2 separate regions of the Zea mays genome follow, and region 2 is linked to region 1. The links are chromatin contacts, called in public Hi-C maps. All regions are on one chromosome and are shown on one strand. Each heading gives the region's core, a stretch centred on a gene start, on an enhancer-like site or on the middle of the called end of the contact. The rest is flanking DNA. Distances are from core to core; before and after follow the strand shown.

Region 1 (2,700 bases), core at 105-2,604:
TTATTTAGATCATTCTTTCTCTCTCTCATCCCTCATCACACACAAAGTAACCCTGCCTCCTGCCTCCCCCTGACCCTTAAGTTAGGAGGATGTTTTTTTTTTGCCCGCACAAGAGGCTTAAACAGCTAAAAATCCATTCCCTCGGTTGGAGCTGATCTAATGTAGGACAAAATACTGAATGTAATGTGCATCTGCCTGTCCAATGTAAATACAAAACTACACCTGCACACTTTGACCTTAGGGGCCCATAATTTCGATTGAGCACATGCTAAGGTGATGCTGGTTGTTCGGAGGATTTAGAAAAGGCGCAATGGAAGGGTTTCTAAACAGCAGCAATCCACGGAGCATAGTCGACAAACAGCGGCAAAATGATCACTATTATAACTCCGAACAATTCCCAACAGCTGAAACATTTGCCACTCCCAAGCTTACTACCCCGCCGGAACAATATACACAAGACACAAGCGACCGCCGCGGCCATGATTATTCTATAATCTATAAGAACGGTTAACTCGGACGCGCTCTGACTGACGCCCGTCACATCACTCCCCATCGACGAACTCGAACTCGTCCTCACGGAGGTGGACGAAGAACCGGACGGGCTTGGGCTGGCCCTCGACGGCGAGCTGGACCTCGACCTTGAAGGGCAGGTTGGCGGTGACGCGCTTGCCCTTCCACACGCCGACGTACTGCTTGACGACGCCCTCCATGCCCTGGACGTCCAGGTCGGGCGCCTTGATGACGTGGTGGACGCGGAGCGGCGCCGTGACGCGCACCCGCCTGCCGATCTTGGGCGCGGCCGCGGCCTCCTCGGCCGCCACGTCGTCCGAGGCCACCTCGCTGGTGAGCGCGACCTGGAGGAGGAGCAGGCGCGCGCGGCGCGGCGGGGGCGGGGGCGGGCCGGGGAGCCGGGGGAAGGCGGCGGACGCGGACGCGGGCGCCGGGGAAGGGAGCCGGCGGCGCAGGAGGACCGAGGAGGTGGAGGTGGACGGCGGCGCTACGGCCGCGGTGGCGGTCGCCATTGGGTGGGTGGGGACTCTCCGGTGCTGGGTCGAACAGGTGGTGGATGCGGAGGAGTCGAGGAAAGGATAGAGGCGGCGGGGCAAACGAAAGGCGGGAGCGAGCGGACGGTCGCTGCGACTGCGAGTTGCGTATGGGTTCTGGCGTTCTGCCGAGGTGATGGATGCCTCGGTTTGCCTCTGTTCGTCTGGGCCCCGGGAAACGCTGAGGGTTTGGCGAGTTTGCAGAGCATCTAGCGCGAAAACCAAAGAAGTGGATAAGGCGGGAGCGCACCCCTGGCTGTGGTTGCTCTGCTCGCCATGTGTCACGATGCTCAGCGAGAATCCGAGGATAACCAAACAAGTTTCGGTAGCCAGAGGATGAAGAAGAAGCATATAAGAGAAGATTGGGGTTCAGGATTTAGACCACGCCACCGACGCCAGTCAGCACTCTTCGGTCCTCAGCCTCTCCTAACTGACATTCCCATCTCCATGCAATGCAAAACCAGCTTGTCCCAATCTGGAAACCGGTGAACGTCCCAAAGTGACATGGCGGATGTCCGTACAGCACATCAAACGGTGAACGTCCCAGAGCTGAATGGAAACAGGCATTGAGGTACCGTACCAGTATTCAGCAACTACCAACCATCAGTGCCATTGCCGAGGGCTAGGGTGGCCATTGCACCTCAGAAAAGACCTCCGGACACTGATCCAAATTGTTGGAAATATTAACAGGATCTAAAATTAATTTGATAATGCAGTATAAAACGAAAAAAATCCAGATCTACTACCTCAACAAGAACAGATCTAAACTAACTCAATAAGATTAACGCATAAAATAACAATCGACAGCGGATCTAACCATAAGACCGTCATTGCAACAAACTGAAACTGCAGATTTATTCACAGTGATTTCTACGATTTTTTAGAGGAACCCGAGCGGACGTGCGCGAAGCACTTCCCAGAAACCTGATTCGCCGGCACCCGTGCAGGTTATCAAAACGCTGACGGTGGTTCGGAGACGAAGGGACGACAATGCAGATGTCGGGGACCATAATTAGGGGTACCCCCAAGACTCCTAATCTCAGCTGGTAACCCCATCAGCACAAAGCTGCAAAGGCCTGATGGGTGCGATTAAGTCAAGGCTCGGTCCACTCAAGGGACACGATCTCGCCTCACCCGAGCCCAGCCTCGGGCAAGGGCAGCCGACCCCGGAGGATTCACGTCTCGCCCGAGGCCCAGTCTTCGCCAACAAGCAACCTTGGCCAGATTGCCACACCGACCGACCGCACCGCAGAAGCATTTAATGCGAGGATGGCCTGACACCTTATCCTGACGCGCGCCCTCCAGTCGACAGAGCCGAAGTGACCGCAGTCACTTCGCCGCTCCACTGACCGCCTGACGAGAGGACAGCGCCGCCTGCGCCGCTCCGACTGTTGTGCCACTCGACAGAGTGAGGCTGACAGCAGCCAAGTCAGGCCTCGGGCGCCATAGGAAGCTCTGCCTCGCCCGACCCCAGGGCTCGGACTCGGCCTCGGCCCCGAAAGACGACGAACTCCGCCTCGCCCGACCCCAGGGCTCGGACTCGGCCTCGGCCCCCGGAAGACGACGAACTCCGCCTCGCCCGACCCTAGGGCTCGGACTCGGGCTCAGCCCCCGAAGACGACGAACTCCGCCTTGCCCGACCCCAGGGCTCGGACTC
Region 2 (2,700 bases), core at 96-2,595, 390 kb after region 1:
GCTGTGGTCAAGTTTTTCGGCAGCACAACAGTGCAACGGCAATGAATGCTGTGGTAACTCCACACCTGCTCGTCTGTTTATATAGTGCTGCAGGTGGGAAGGTGAATCGCCAAGTCGCCCACACCCGCTGAACAGTCGCCCGCACCCGCTGAATGGTGGACCACTCGGCGCCTGGGAAGTGAATTACCAGATCGTTCGTACCCGCTGCGTGGTGGGTCACCTTGCGCTCTAAATATTTTAATCGTTTCTCGGCAACGAACTCAGGGAAGGTGTTTTTCGGACCTTCGGAATTCCGAAGCTTTTGAGATTTTTTCACGGATCAAGCTCGTTACGAAAAACGATCTAGCACCGCGAAGGGGCTACTGTTGGGGGTCTGCTTCGTAGCCGAAGGTCCTCTAAGCAAGTTAACACATAAGCAGACACAACACGAAGGTACAGGCCGAAGTTACGATCCAGGAAGCTTCGGCATAGTGACATGCATTGAGACGAAGGGCTACACAGACCTAAAGAGGCAAAGACCGATCAGTCCATGATAGTTTGTGTCATGTTTATAGTTATTTGTCGAGGGCATGAATATAATTTCGACCGGGCTGCGTCCCGTGCCTATAAATAGATGAACAGTACCCCGTACTATTCACGCTATCCTGTAATCGCTCGTGCGCAACATTTAGATTTTTGCCTTCTGTCAAGCCGAAGGTATAAATGTAATTAAATATCATATTTAATATCAAAGTTCATATAATGATAACATATGAGTGATATTATGTGTTTGTTCATATTATCTTTCATATTCCATATATTTCACTTTTCATTAGCTTATAACCGTGATCATGAAGGTACGCCCTTCATGACCTTCGTTCGAAGATCGTTGGGCCTGTTTGGTTCAGCTTTTTTCTAACTAGCTTTTCTGAAAATCTGGTTGTAGAGAGAATCTGGCTGTATGGAGAATTTGAGTATCATTACGATTACGTGTGAAGGAAGATAAAGTTGTTCATAGGGCTCAGGATTTAGAAAGTGACTGATTCCTACTATTACAACGACTCAACCGATTATGTGTTTATGTTGATTTTGGATGGTTTTTGCCCCCAACGAATTTTATAGAAGCTGGCTGAAAAGTTGAGCGTTTAGCAATCCGCAGCAGCTTTTGGTGGCCAGAAGCTGCTAGAAGCCGAAACAAACATGTCTGTTATATCCTGAGGGAAATAATGCTTCGAAGTACCAAGAACATTGACATTTAAGACTTCGTGTTGCCTTGTTCTTGACTTATAGCATTTGAAAACAAGTCCCAACAATACGTAAACTATCAAAGCAGGTCACAGCCTCGCAGGTGAATCAGTTTGGGAGTGGATGATGCCCCAGCCTGCATCGAACATCTGTTGTTGACTGAAGAGTACAATCATCATATTCCCTAATGAAATGGAACTCTGAATCTCAAATAATAAAAAAACCCAGCACCAGCTGTGTATTAGCGGCCGGGCGGACAAGAAGCAGTTACCGCGACAACGGACGACGGCGACGCGAGCAGTCGAGTAAAGACGCGGTGGGGCGGCGCTGCGCTGGGCGGGTGGTGAGATCAGAGGAAGGAACGGGATCGCTCCCGGTTAGGTTGTCGTCGTGCGCGGGTGCTGGGGCGAGGGCGTGGCGGATCTCATCTAACGCCGCCACTTGCTGCTACCACTTCCCCTTCCCCCGCACCTCTGAGCTCTGACCTCCCGCCCTTCTCCCACCCATCACCATCTTTGTCCCTCGCGCAATTCGCCGAACACACCGCGCGCGCCGCGCCTCCCTGCGACGGCTGCCTCCACGGCCAATGCTGGCGGCGCGATGAACGTGGATGAGGAGGTGGAGAGCGGGGAGGAAGAGGAGGAGGACCTGTTCTACGAGTCGCTCGATCGCATCCTCTCCTCCTCGGGCTCCTCCACATCTGCCTCGGACGACGACGGCGCCGACAGCCCGCGCCGCCGCCGCGGTTGCGATGCGCCGGTCGCGGCCGCCGCAGCGGCCCTCGACCTGTGGACCTCTCAGCCGTCGCCCGTCCAGGAGCGGCGCCGCCGGCTGCTCCAGCTGATGGGGCTCATAGGGGATCCTTCCCTCGCCGGGTTTGAGACTGGCCGGTCCGCCTCCGAAGATGCCGCGGGCCCGCCCCCAGCCTCTCCCGTCTCTCGGTCCAGATCAGGCGGGGCCGCCCTCGGCTCCGCCGGGAAGCCACCACTCGGGGGCGTCCGTCTGCGGTCATCCTTGTCCGACGGGCCCGATCCTGCCGACGAGGACCCCAGGTGCTTGATCAGGAACCTTGACGACGGCAGAGAGTACGTGGTGAAGGAAGAATTCGGTCTCCGCGAGGTCGGCACGGGGCGCCACCTTACCGTTGAGGAGTTGGCCCGCTCACCTATTGTTCAGGAGCTTATGCGGCGCCAAGCTTTTAGTACTCCCAACTCCAACTGCAACTCAAATTCCCAAAGTGGCGCCTCCACACCGATCGAAAGGTCGAGCTCAGGTTCCAGCAATGGTGGGTCGCGCTCCAAGCGGCGAAGCAGCTGGCTCCGCAGCATCCGCTGCGCAGCTGGGTCCTTGGTCACCCACTCCCGTGACCGCAGCAGCAGCGACGAGAAGGACACGTCTTCAGAGAAAGGCGGGCACCACTCCAGCTCCGCTACGGATGACAGCCAGGACAGTGTTCCACGCCATGGCCCGGCCCGT

The links. A called contact is a pair of places that touch in the nucleus more often than the background predicts.
Region 2: a Hi-C map of tassel shows a contact between it and region 1, with 3 times the contacts expected there. The contact joins the promoter of LOC103653831 here to the promoter of LOC100285570 in region 1. A contact is called at or near these places in 3 of 25 Hi-C or Micro-C datasets (ear, leaf and tassel) and 1 of 3 datasets of contacts at active chromatin or transcription factors (leaf).

The regions. Positions count from the first base shown.
Region 1 is chr4:151,344,146-151,346,845 of Zm-B73-REFERENCE-NAM-5.0, forward strand. LOC100285570 (ferredoxin-thioredoxin reductase, variable chain-like) reads right to left here and starts at 1,355. Exons shown (of 1, transcript XM_020551890.2): 1 at 348-1,355. The coding sequence starts at 1,022. The coding sequence ends at 543.
Region 2 is chr4:151,738,375-151,741,074 of Zm-B73-REFERENCE-NAM-5.0, forward strand. LOC103653831 (WD repeat-containing protein 44) reads left to right here and starts at 1,346. Exons shown (of 7, transcript XM_008680640.4): 1 at 1,346-2,700. The coding sequence starts at 1,825.